Linked DNA regions of Muntiacus reevesi: region 1 is linked to region 2. A link is a contact called in public Hi-C data. All regions are on one chromosome and are shown on one strand. The core of a region is the stretch at or near the end of the contact, and the rest is flanking DNA. Distances in the headings are between cores, read along the strand shown. Region 1 holds the start of TOMM20 (translocase of outer mitochondrial membrane 20). Region 2 holds the start of GGPS1 (geranylgeranyl diphosphate synthase 1).

Region 1 (6,782 bases), core at 4,196-6,695, 160 kb after region 2:
CTTTGCTTCAAAAAGTGCACAAAATTCTAAAGGCTTGTTTATTGGAGAAAAAGCTGTTCTCATGAAGAAGAAAAAAAAAGGACAGAAGAAAAGTAGACAAACTAAGACACAGAAAAAGCAGAAGTAACAACCCGAAGCTTTTTTTCTTCCTTCACTAACTACTGGTAATAAAATTGTGATAAATCCATGTACTGAGTTTCGGAATTTTTTATATATGTGAAAGATGGACACTTTCTCAGTTATTCATGTTGTAATACTACCTTTGAAGCAACTATTTTCAGATGCAGCAGTTCAGTCTTCATGTAATACTGCTGATGGTATGAGAGATGATTTTAAGTGGAGGGTGAACATTTAGAATTTTAGTGGTTATGTATTATTCTACCATAGGTCGCAAATATACAATACCTGTCATTTTAAAGAATTACTTGGGATGAGACTAAATTTAAAAGTGAGTAAATTTAAAGAAAAATGAAACAACCATAATACTTATTGTACCTAGACAAAGTATCTAAATAAAAGTGGGAATACTGATTGATCTGAGGTCAAATGATAATCCCTAAGAAGTAAAGTTTTGAGGGCTGGTATATGATAGCTAGTCATTTTTCTTCCTTCCTTTTGCACTTACAATAAGTGGAGTTCTAGGTTTTAATTTCATTTCATCAACCTAATAACTAAACAGGAATTTTATATCAAATGTAGGTCTAATTTCTTAATTGGTGATTAGATTGGTTATTGCAGTCCTTGGTAAATTTGCTCTAAGGCAGATTTTTACTTTCTAATTTTTTTTTTTAAGTTTGTTTATTTTTGGCTGCACTGAGTCTTTGCCTTTTCTTTGGCTGCAGCAAGCAGGTTGTGGTGCGCAGGCTAAAGGACGCATGGACTCAGTGATTGTGGCGCATGAGATTAGCTGCCCCACAACACGTGGGATCATCCTGGAGCAGGGATCAAACCTGTGTCCCCTGCATTGGCAGGCGGATTCTTAACTACTGGACAGTCCCACTTCTATTTTTAATTTGAAAAATATTCTCCCAGGAAAACTTGTGATATTTAATGTCACCCAATAGAATGAAACGATTTTTAAAAAATCATATTTAGGGACTCCCCAAAGACTGTTGAACTTCCTTGGTGGCAAGGTAAAGAATCTGCCTGCAGTGGGGAGACCTGGTTTTGATCTGTGGGTGGGGAAGATCCCCTGGAGAAGGGAATGGCTACCCATTCTGGTATTCTTGCCTGGAGAATCCCATGGACAGAGAAGCCTGGTGGGCTACAGTCCATGAGATTGCAGAGTCAGACATGACTGAGCGACTAACACTTTCACTTTTCATTTTCTGAACTGGAAGCCATCTGATGTGAAGAGCTGACTCATTGGAAAAGACTCAAATACTGGGAAAGATAGAAGGCGAGAGGAGAAGGGGGTGGCAGAGGATGAGATAGTTAGCATCACTGACTCAGTGGACATGAATCTGAGCAAACTCTGGGAGACAGTGGAGGACAGAGGAGCCTGGTGTGCTGCAGCCGGGGTCGGAAAGAGTCAGACTTTACTTTAGTGACTAAAAACAACAACAACAAAAAAAAAACCCAGTGGCCCAGGGGTTAAGACCACTTTCCAATGTTGGGGGCGCAGGTTTTGACCCCTGGTCAGGGAACCAGGATCCTACATGCCACACAGTGTGACCAAAAAATAAGTTTAAAAAAATCATAGAAACAATTTCCTGGAAAAGTATGGTACTGAAGTCACAAAGTGTAAAGTTCAAGCAGGGGAAAGAATAGCATTGCATTCCGTTGAGATTTACCCTTATGACATATAGCTGGAGCCCCTGCTCACAAGACTTACCAAGCTGAAGCTGTGTCCTGGAGGGAGGAGTGGGAGTGAACCCGGGAGCTGATCTGAGGCAGGCTCATCTGTGATACATGCAACTGATTACTTATAAGTGGGTAAGGGAATTGGAGGACAGTGAGTTATTACTCATTATTTTGAAAATTTTGTCTTTCAGGCATTGCACAAGGAAAACCTAAATAGGTCTTTAAAATGTAGCTCTGTGGAAAGCTGAAAGTTCCATTTTCAGATATCCAAAGACTGGATATTTTATGCTTAGGATCTTCTGTGGCACTTTGAACCTTGTTTTTCAATGTTTATTTATTTGATTGTGCCAGGCCTTAGTTGTGGCTTGTGGGATCTAGTTTCCTGACTAGGGATTGAACCTGGGCCCCCTGCATTGGGAGTGCAGTCTTAGCCACTGGACCATTAGGGAAGTTCGTTTGTTTTTCATAAGTATGGTTCAGTTAATATTTATCCCTTGATAGCTCTTGAACATTTCTGCATATATTTTCAGTTAAATATCTATAAAGATGCCTTATCTGTAGATTACATATACTTACCTCTTTAATTACACTGTATTTTCTTTAAAGTATATATTTTATTGTATATTATATATGCTTTTTAGTGTATATAAATTTATGTAATTTTAGTGTCCTTAACATAGAGTGTTGGTCTTTAGGTTTTCATGTAAGGAGCCCTGGACTAGGGTGTAGGGACATCTGATCCTTGATCCAGTTCTCTGGCTGTATGTACATGACCTTGGACAAACCTCAACCTCTTTATCTAAATATCTTGACTGAGAAAATAAGGGGCTTGGACTAGATCAGTGGTTTCCCACTTTTTTGACTATGATCTGTGATAGTCTTTACTTTTTCATTGTGATCAGCACAGACATAGGTATGTTTATCTGACACACAAGTTTCACATGACAGTACCAGTCCTTGCCACCCATGGTGCCCTCTGATACTTTTCATTCTGTTCACAGCACTGGTGATGATCCACTAAGGTCAACCCACAACCCATCAAAGATACCACTTACAAGCAACATGCCTTAGGGATTTACAGTCTGTTTCTGTTTGAGGATTCTATGCTTATAGATGTTTTACAAGTGAAGAAAAAAAGTATGAAAAACTCTAGTGGTTGAGAGATTCAGAGGCACAGGAGTTGCACTAACTGATCTTTGTATCAACAGGTTGCCTGGTTTATCTTATCTCATAGCAATGACCTTCCATTTACATGGCATTCTGTGATGCACCCACAGGGATACCAGAACAGCATCGTCCTTCCTTAGTGCCCTAAGGTAATGGACAAATCTCAGATTGCCCCAAGTCAAGTTCTAGACCTCAGGTCATCTGTGTGGCCTTACAAGTCTTTCTGTTCCACCTGTGACTCAGGACATACCTCTATCAACTGATAGAGGTGTACTGTTAAGGCTAGGAAGAATCTGTGTGTGTGCATGATATAAGGAAAAGATTTTTTTCTGTTGTGTGCAATCCCCTGATAGCAGTCATTTGCTTTGGTGTGATACATATGCACCTTCACATCTCACCCCAGTCCAGGCAGTGTATGTGTACCTTTGATCAAATTTCCAGTCTTACAGGATCTCAGGTTCCCAGGTGGCACAAGTGGTAAAGAAACTGCCTGCCAATGCAGGAGGCATAAGAGACTCAGGTTCGATCCCTGGGTTGGGAAGATCCCCTGGAGGGAGGGCATGGCAACTCAGTCCAGTACTCTTTCTTTGCCTGGAGAATCCCACAGACAGAGGAGCCTGGAAGGTTCACATGGTCACAGAGAGTCGGACATGACCGAAGTGGCTTAGCAGGCACAGGTTCATTATCACTCAAGCAAAAGGGCTTTCCCAAGCCCTTGGACCAGGTTAGGAATGTCAGCTAAATGTCTCCATAAGTGCCCTGCAATAACTTGACACCATCCACCCTAGAGGTGACCCAGACTTCATGCTATGGGGAAAGTCCCCTACAAGATGGTTGTATGAGAATACACCGGCCACAAATACGGGGGAGATGTGTCTCCACGCCACAGCCAGTAATTTGGAGGTTCCTGCTACCTCTCAGGTTCACCATAAGGAATCACAGAACTCAAGAACATGTTATACTTATGATTACAGTTTTTATTACAGCAAAAGGATATAAATAAAATGCAGCCAGGGAATTCCCTGGTAGTCCAGTGGTTAGGACTCAGCACCTCCACTGCTGAAGTCCTGGGTTCAACCTTTGGTCAGGGAACTAAGATTTCACAAGCCTTGCTGTGCAGCCAAAAAAGAAAAAAACCAAAACGGGCCAAAGGGAAAGAGGAGAGGTGTGCACAAGGGAAAGGTATGGGAGAGTCCCAAATTCAAAGCTTCTGTTGTTCCCTCCCTGAACACCTCCCAGAAGACAGAACACCTCACCCTCCAGGTACATGGCACGTTGATTACTAAGTAGACAGAGTACTGCCAACCTTGGAAGTGCACATGCTTCCATGTCCAGAGCCTTCATTTGGGCTTCCCTATGTAGGTCATGGGGTCGCAAAGAGTCGGACAGGACTGAGCGACTGAACTGAACTGAATGTAGGTCATGATGGAGAAGGAAATGGCAATACACTCCAGTACTCTTGCCTGGAAAATCCCATTGACGGAGGATCCTGGTAGGCTGCAGTCCATGGGGTGGCGAAGAGTCGGACACGACTGAGCGACTTCACTTTCACTTTTCACTTTCATGCTTTGGAGAAGGAAATGGCAACCCGCTCCAGTATTCTTGCCTGGAGAATCCCAGGGACGGAGGAGCCTGGTGGGCTGCCGTCTATGGGGTCGCACAGAGTCGGTGACGACTGAAGCGACGTAGCAGCAGCAGCAGCAGCATGTAGGTCATGAAGCTGAACTCCATGAAGTTGTTCTCCAGCCTCCTTCCCCTCTTTCCCCCAGAAATAGGGCTGATACTACCCAGATCAAAGTCCCAACCCTCTAATCACAATCCTGGTCTTTCAGGGTAGCCCCATCATGAACCATCTCCTTAGCATAAAGTGTCAGAACACTACAGTCTATAATAAACATTCCTATTACCCCAAAGGTTTCAGAGGATCCCGTCTATGTCTTTTCAAATTTAAACTACACACATAAAGTCTTCAGTGGGCATGACAACTTGACAACTCAACTTTTTTTTTTTCTTCATTGTGTCTCTTACCCGTTATCCTTTTCCAGGGATCGCTCCATTTAATTTTCTTTCATTCTTGAGCCTATACCATAACAATCTTTTGAAATCGAATCACTAGATTATGGTCCTTGCTGCAAAACAGATTGTGACTGAGCTTGAAAACCAAATGAAACTGAATTCAAACAAGAGTTACAGGGTGCCTGAATAACATAAAAAGATGAAGCATTTGCTTCCATCTTTGACACAAGCAAGGAAGTCAGCTACACACAATTTGGAGTGTGCGCACGACGGCCACGTGCCGCCCTCATTACGTCAAGCTCAAAGGCTCCTAAGGACGTGCGCGACCTCGCGCAAAATCTCGACTCCGACGCGAACAGGGGAGCTGAAGCACCTGTGCAGGCGCAGAGGCGGCGCGGGGGCCTCCGCTCAGGCACTGCTGCGGACATCCCCGGGGGCTTCGGCGCAGGGGCCGGAAGTGACGCATGTTCCGCCTTTCCGCGTCCCTCGCGGCGGGCGTCGGGGCCCAGCCGCGCACTCGGATCCGAGGTTTCGCGGTCAACGGCTTATTTGCGGGCCCCGCCGCAGCCGACCCGGCTCTTCTGTGGAGAGACGATGGTGGGCCGGAACAGCGCCATCGCCGCCGGCGTGTGCGGGGCCCTTTTCATCGGTTACTGCATTTATTTCGACCGCAAGAGACGAAGTGACCCCAACTTCAAGAACAGGCTGCGAGAACGTGAGTGGGTCTCCGGTTCCCTGGGCCTCCCTCCCCCCCGCCTCCCGCGGCGCCCTTGTCCCCTGCTTCCCGCCGGCAGACCCGCCGCGTGCTGGGCGGCCGCGTGGTGCTGCAGGGTCTAGGGCCCTGAGCGCACACGCCCGAGGAAGGTGATGGCGCCGCTCCCAGGGTTGCTCCCGGCCCGTGTGCCAGCGAACGAGTCCCTCCATTTTGGAGGAACGGTTTTTCCCATTTTGTTTTCCCTAAACATGTACCGTGTAAGTGCAGATTCGTTTGTATTATAATTTAGGGGGTTGTGGCTCTTTTTTGCTGTTTATCTGTTTTCACCTCATCCGAACTCGAAAGTCGGGGGCTGTTTTTTTGGGGGTTTTGTTGTGGGTTTTTTTTTTTTTTTTTTTTTTTACGAATTTGTGCTTAGACTGAACCTGCAAATCCAACTCAGTATCATTCTCAAACGATGAGGTTGCATGCATTCTTAAACCCTCTTGGTAGCTCCACTGTAAAGGCTTCCAAGATATGAGTGAATGCTATAGAAATCGCAGGGGCGTCCAAAAGGCTGCTCGTTTCCTGTGGCTCAGTCTTATTTCATACCTGCGACATCTTTTAAAAGAGATTTACAAGAAGGAAATCGTGTCGCCGAAACCTTCCGTGATCTTTGAATTTCGGAGGTATTATGCTCGTTCGCAGCAACGGAAGAGAAAATTTGTTGCATTAAGAAATAATTTTGTAATCTACCTGGGTTGCTCAGTCAGAATAGTTCCTGAAACTAGAATGTATAGGTCAATTACTAAAGCCCAGAAAAATACAAAGAAATGATTAGAATTTCACGTGTCGTTGGGTCACACGTGGCTAGGACTACCTTACTGGAAACTGCCGCTCTTACACCATCTGCAATATGATATCTGATTCTGGCTCTCTTGTGTCTCAGGAAGAAAGGATATAGAGGTGATTTTTTAATTTATGGTTAGGTAGACTAATGGAAATAATGCTGCTTTGGATTCAGACACTGAGTTTCCTGACCCAAGTTAGTCACAGATTAACAGTATGATCTTGGGTTTTCTGAGTCTTAATTTTCTTAGCT
Region 2 (6,680 bases), core at 1,331-3,830:
CTGACAAAGATTATCCTATTCTTAAGAGATTAAAAAAGAAGATGATATGCAGGAAGAGTAATCACTTAGGTAAAAGATTACTGAACAGAATTAAAAGTAGAATTTTAAAAATGTACCACATATATATATTTTATTTAAACCAATTTTAACTTTATTTAAACCAATTAGTAGCCATCTCTTCTCAACTAGGTTGAAAACAAAAATTCTGTTTATCTTTTTTGCAGCCTCCAGAACACATAATTTAAAAATCAACATGGACTTCCCTGGTGGTCCAGTAGTTAAGAAACCATACTTCCAATGCAGGGGATAGGGTTTGGATTTCTGGTTGGGGAACTAAAATCCCACATGTCATGCGGTGTGGCCAAAAGGAAAAAAAAACCTGTAAGACCAACTTTGAATAATTCTGTTTTGTTTCTGTCTAGTTTAGTAGCAACTATACACTGCTGGATAGATATCAGAGCTAATCTGTTTCAATTCTGTGGGTTTTGGGTTGATGTTTTTTCAACTTAAAATATCAGTTATGAATTAAAAAAAAAATCCTTCCTTTGATCATTCAAGAAAGTTTAAGAATACTCACCAAACAAATAAGTCAATTAATGTTCCTTCCCTGGTGGCTCAGCCGGTAAAGCATCTGCCTACAATGTGGGAGACCCGGGTTCAATCCCTGGGTTTGGGAAGATCTCCTGGAGAAGGAAATGGCAACCCACTCCAGTGTTCTTGCCTGGAAAATCCCATGGACGGAGGAACCTGATAGGCTACAGTCCATGCGGTTGCAAAGAGTCAGACATGACTGAGCGACTTCAATTTTCCCAAAAAACGTTTATTTGAAAGTATTCTCAACAGTGGGAAAACATAGAAGCCTCAATTTTTCTAGGTCCTGAAAACCAGTCTGTTTCTTGTCTTGTGTAGTTTAACTGTTGCTACACTACAACCCTGTGGCAATACTTATTACAGTGGCAATACTCTGACTGACCTTTTTCTTTACCCAAAAGACTGCAATTTATCACACCTAGAAATTTTAGCTGTCACATAGGAGACCTGAATATAAAGAGGCATTACTGTGTTACAAGAACTCGACTAATTTTTAAAATATTTTATTGATGTATAGTTCATTACAATCTTGTGCCTAACTTACTTTCAGAGTGAACAACCACCACAGAATGCCTCTGTTCAGAGTCCAAAACTACTCATTTTCAAAACTGGGAAGTTGCCTTAAATTTGTTCAAACAATTATATGATGAATATTAATTAACACAAAATCAAATTCTCTTCTCCCTGGAGACAATAACCCCCAGGCTGGACTTCCTGGTACCTGTCCCTCTCATCTAGTCCTCTACTCTTCACCCTGTGACCTTTTCTAAATTCAAATCTGGTCCTATCTCCCCTCCGATTGGGAACCTTAGACGTTATCCCACGGCTCTTAAACAAGAACAAAACTCCCTAACAAAGCGTATCACGTTCGGACAGTCAAACCCCCAGCTCTTCAGCCTCAGTTCTTCATATTTTAAAAAGCTCCCCGCTGGCACAAGGTTTTCCCACATGATACCGTTTCTGTCTGGAATGTTCTTTCCTTAGTTAAGTCCTGGTAAACCTTCTGCTCTCAGCTCGATCTTCACTGGCTCGGGAAAGCCTTCCCTCATCTCCTTAAAGCAAATTCCGTATTTCCAATTCTCATATCACCGTGACACTCTCTTTCGTAGCAATCACACCTGTTGCAATTTCACACTGACGTGTGTGTCCATCCTAGTTAATGCTTCTGTCTTATGCTCCGATTCAGGCAGGCAGGGGCCATACCAGTTTTTTCACATGGTAGGCGCTCAAATATGTGAAATGAACGACGGAACCAACGGCAAGTGCCTTCCAACGCGTTAAAGGTTAAACTCAAGGCACACTCCCGCACTGAAAAGTGAAAATATGCAAAGTGTTTTTTTTTTTTCTTTAAAGGGAAGGATCTGGTTTCAGTATTGCCAAATCGACATACAAATATAAGGGCGGCTGCGGAGCGCAGAGCGCATCCGTCCAAACTCCGGGAGATGATGGATGGGTCTGAAGAAAACTGCCGGAGAGATACAGGGAGGGAATTTAAATAACTTCGAGTCAGACTTTTAACACAGGCTTGGCAGAAGAGCTTCAGACGTCGACTCCCCTAGCACAGGGTCGGTGAGGTGCCTGCTTCCTCTCCGCCCACAGGGCCCCTTCCGTTCTGCTGGGTCCCTTGCGGCTCCTCCCCTTCTCCAGCCAAAGGATGGAAAATTCATACACAATCCGGTTCAGCATCCGGGTCCTCACCCTCCTTTCTTTCTTCCGTCTCAGCTCCGCCTCCCAGCCTCCCCCACCCACCTCCCCATCCGGGTTCCCCCCCAGCCGCCACCACAGCCACTCACAGTTCGAGGATGATATCACAACTTTCACGCCGCGGGTCCGGGAGTAAGCTGTACCCAGTATCAGCTTCCCACCTTATAGTTCAGAGTAAGGATCCCTCCGATGCCTACATGAATACTTCCCCCTATTTCATCGCAGAACTCTCCGCCCTCCTCGGCCACCGGCGACACCGCATTACTCGGTGCAATAAAATGCGCCATCCCGGTCACACTGCGCAGGCGTCGTTGCCACCTCCCCTCTGCTTTGTTGCTCCGCCCCCTTTCGTTTTCCCCCGCCCGTTTCACGGAGGCGCGGGGCATTGCGGGTCTTGCAGTTCTCTGCGGGGGAGGCCTCGCGCATTGGCCCGAAAGGGTGGACTACATTTCCCGGGGAGCTTTGAGGCGTAACTTTCTGTTTCCATAGAACTGGTGGGAAAATGGCGTCGTTGTTTGTATCGCGGGGACCAATAGGAACAGGGTACAGGCGGGTTCTAAAGAAGCCTAACCAATCCGAGGTCGACTAAGTAGCCATCCGGGAAAGAGGTAGGGGAGGGGGAAAAAAGTCTAGGGGAGGGGAGAAAGGAGGGAAGGGGGGGGACTTGGGGTGGGGGGGGAAGCGATGTTTGCCCGTCAGTCGAGTCCGGAGTGAGGAGCTCGGGCGCCGGAGCGGAGGGAGACTCTTCAGCTTAAGCTTGCCGCTGCCACGGCCACCGCTTGGACTTTTGCTCGGAGGGAGCCGCAGAGCGTCTGACGCCGCCGTCCTCTGGAGGGCAGCGCGACTGGGGGCCCAGACCTCCAGTCCGGGAGAGATTTTTCGTCGTCCCCCCTCCCCCCAGCGAGGGAGCCCGAGCGGCCGCCAAACAAAGGTACCAGTCGCCGCCGCGGGAGGAGGAGGAGCCGGAGCTTCAGCCTCAGCAACCGCTGGACCCGCCGCCCTTCTTCCCCCATCTCTCCCCCGGGCCTGCTGGTTTTGGGGGGGAGCAGGGGAGGGGACTCTGGACGTGCCGGGGTCGGAGCTCGCCTCCGAGGAAGGTAGGGACATTTTCTGAGGCTTTCGCGGTCTCGTAACGGGGTCTTTAAGGGAGTCACTGGGCCCGACCGAGGAGCCGGGGGAAGGTCGCCCTGGTGGTCTCCCCGGGCACCGAAATTCGGGGCCTCGGCCTCCGTGGAGCTCCCCCCGCCCCCCGCAGTTGCCGAGTCCGAGTCGCCCCCCAGCCTGGCGGCCGCACACTCAGCGCTTTAGCGTCCCTCGGCCGCGGTGGGGGGCCCGGGTCGGTGGGGGAGTTCTGTCGCCTCCTGGCCCCTCGGCGCTCTCGCCGTCCCCTCGGATCCCGCTCCCACTTGTCGGGTGTCCGTCTCGGAGCGGGACGTGAGCTGAGGCTCTGCGGCGGGTCGGTGCAGCTCGCGGCCCTCCGGACCTCCCGGCCCGTCCGTCGCCCCTGCTGTGCTCCCCCAGGCCCGGCTCGCGCCCGCTTGGACTTGGGGTGCGCGGCCCTTTCGAGGGGGAGCTGCCGGAACGGCGCGGAGGCCCTCGGGCAGGAGGGCGGCCGGCCCCCAGGCTTGTTGTGAGTTTCTTCTCTGACAGAAATGGCGTCATTGTCGGAGACGGGAAACTCCGTCGGGTCCCGACAATGGGGACGGGAAGCTGTCGAGCTGTGTAGGTGGCAGGGTTTGCGGGGATGGCGGAGCCAGAGGGGACCCTGGATCGGCGTTTGGTGGTTTGGGGGCTGACGCCTCCTTGAGTCCCTTTTCGGCGTGCAGGCTTCGCTGGAGTCCCTCCGCCTCCGCCAGTGCAGAGGGGTGCCCGTGATGTTGACGGGGTGTCTTTTGTTTCTTCTCCAGGTGCAGGTGAATCTGGTATTTTCGGGGAGTTCGCGGCCCCAGGATCATCATGAAGGTAAGATCACCTCCAGAAGACGAGCCTCGGGGGCTAGAGAATCTAGGAAGTGGGGGCTTTGATCGAGTTGGGGTAGGGGGCCCCTCCGAGTTTTCACGAGGAAGGTGTGTGTGGTGGCTTGGGGCCCAAGCTCGTCCCTGGAGACGACGAGGGTCAGCTGGTGTGGTTATCGGTGGGCTTTTCTGTGGAGTCGGAGCCGGTTATAGGATATCTCGCTGAGGATGATTTTTCCCTTGTAGAACCTCTCTTTTTGCGGGGAATGAGAGAAATAGCTGCGTGAATTTAAGTGTTTTAAAAAGCAGGTCAAGTAATCTGACTCTAGGAACTGAACTGTATTGTGGTTCTATCGGTTACACTGATGAAAGAGCATCTCATTTATTGTGTGAACAGTATTGTGAATTTTTAACAGAAGACCTCCTTGCTTTGGGAAGTCAAATATCTTAATTGAAAGATTTTTTGAAGAGAATGTTGGTGATCTTTACATAATTCAGAGATAGCAGTTTTTCCTTGTATTTCCGGGGATTTAGGATTATATGGTGTGTTTTCCTCTGCTGATCCATTAGGTCTATAAATTATCAGATGCTGTATTGCATTGTGATAAAACCCATGGCCAGGTTCTTTTTAAATGTAAACATGTTAACTGAATGGAGGATATTGTCTAAAAGAGTACAGTTTGCTTAAATGGTTGAAGAAATTATAGTCATAAACTTAGTACAGATTGTTTTTTCACTTTAGAGAATATGTGATTGAATGCTGTCATATTTTTTAACGCACTTTAGGATGAAAAGCCTTAGATATCTGAAATGTTCAGATTCAACTGGTGGAACTTAGAGACTTGCAGGTATTTTTCATCCATTACAAATTCAGAAGAGCTTGAAAAGAGTAGAGGGTTTTCACAAGGATAGACATGCAACAGTTAGTATGTTAAAATGTAAATGACATCTACTTTTGACAGTCCTTTGAATTATGTTTTTAAAATTTTAATTCTCTTCAGAATCAGGACCACTTTTATAGTATTGCATCCAAATTAAGATTTGCAGTACTTGTTCATGGTAGAAAGTGAAAGCCATGACTACTTAAATATTTATCAGTTATACAAAGTAGTTAAATTCAGTCCAGTTATTTTTTTTTAGGTTTTTTTTTCTTTTTGAGTTTGAGGTACTATAAACTCCTACATGAAATAGTTTAAATCTGCTGAATTACTATTTCACCTTCATGTAAATAAAAAAACAATCAGTGATGTTTCAGAAATGAATCCCTTTTGTTAATCACAGATGCTAGCTCGGTCACCTTCTGTCTGACCTGTGTGAAACAGTGACAAATTTTTTAGAAAAAATTATATTTTTGGCATTGGACAGCAATTTCTATAGAAAAGTGTTGGGTTGAATGATTTAAGTTTATAGAGTGAATAATACAGGAGTTAGTTTGGAATAAATGTTGTAATTTGTCAAAGTTTCCAGTGGAGTGCCTGGCACATCTAGGGTACTATGTTAATTTTTGGTTAAAGGAAATGTAGTAAGTTGAAGGTCTTTTAGATTTTCTTTTTCTCTCTTCCTTTCATTTTCTTTTTTTTTTTAACCTGTTTAAAAAAATGAAAGTACGTTGGAAACTTCAGCTTGAAAGTTTCATAGTATTAGGCAAATGCAATTTTTTGGTGTTATTTTAGAACTACTCATTTTAAAGATTCAGCATTTCCATTATTACTGCCTATAAAAAAAGTAATATTAAAAGGAAAGAATTGTTAAAATAATCTTCTAATTTTATACAAGAAGAACTGTTTTTATCAGTACAGTAAGTCCTGTCTTTGGGACTCTACTAGTAATCATAAGTTCTAAAATCTTAGCGTATTTCTTTCAACTTAAAAAGTTGAGAGGCTGCCCATGATTGGTATTTGCTTTAACAAAATTGTAATTCAGAAAGTATGTGGTATTGATTATATTAGACTTTAGATTTTCTCTTTTGTGTGTTCCCAGTCTCTATATTGTAATGACAGCTAAGCCATGGAAGGACTTAGGCCAATTATCAGATCTCCCAAAGAAATTTGTACTTTGTAGCAAGCTTTTAAGTTTGTATTATTTGTCCTCCTAGTCACAGATTTAAATTTTATTAAGTGACAGCATATTGAGGTAACTGAAAAAGTGTGTAGGAATACACTTTTTTGGTTGTTGCTTTAAAGTCCCAAGGCAAGGAAAAATAGACACATCATTTTAAATGTTGTATATTTTAGAAGCAATTTTCCTGTAGTACTACCTTTAAGAATTTATTTAAATAAATAAAGTCTCTTTACCATATCTCGTGGTTCTGCCTGGTGTGTTTTTGAGAAATATGGCTATAGTATAAAAGCAGTTTTGTGCTTTAACATAGATCATGACATTGGTGTTACATTAGGTTTACTTTTCATATTTGTGATAAACCTTTCAATG

Evidence for each region. A called contact is a pair of places that touch in the nucleus more often than the background predicts.
Region 1: a Hi-C map of blood shows a contact between it and region 2, with 1.8 times the contacts expected there. The contact joins the promoter of TOMM20 here to the promoter of GGPS1 in region 2. A contact is called at or near these places in 2 of 3 Hi-C or Micro-C datasets (blood and muscle).

What each region holds. Positions count from the first base shown.
Region 1 is chr2:86,150,396-86,157,177 of mMunRee1.1, forward strand. TOMM20 (translocase of outer mitochondrial membrane 20) reads left to right here and starts at 5,446. Exons shown (of 5, transcript XM_065922287.1): 1 at 5,446-5,701. The coding sequence starts at 5,581. It overlaps LOC136162253 (small nucleolar RNA SNORA14), which reads left to right and starts at 6,169; the gene lies at 6,169-6,303. It overlaps RBM34 (RNA binding motif protein 34), which reads left to right. Exons shown (of 10, transcript XM_065919832.1): 10 at 1-187. The coding sequence ends at 127.
Region 2 is chr2:85,990,962-85,997,641 of mMunRee1.1, forward strand. GGPS1 (geranylgeranyl diphosphate synthase 1) reads right to left here and starts at 2,581. Exons shown (of 4, transcript XM_065922270.1): 1 at 2,385-2,581. It overlaps ARID4B (AT-rich interaction domain 4B), which reads left to right and starts at 2,988. Exons shown (of 23, transcript XM_065922285.1): 1 at 2,988-3,392; 2 at 4,203-4,257. The coding sequence starts at 4,252.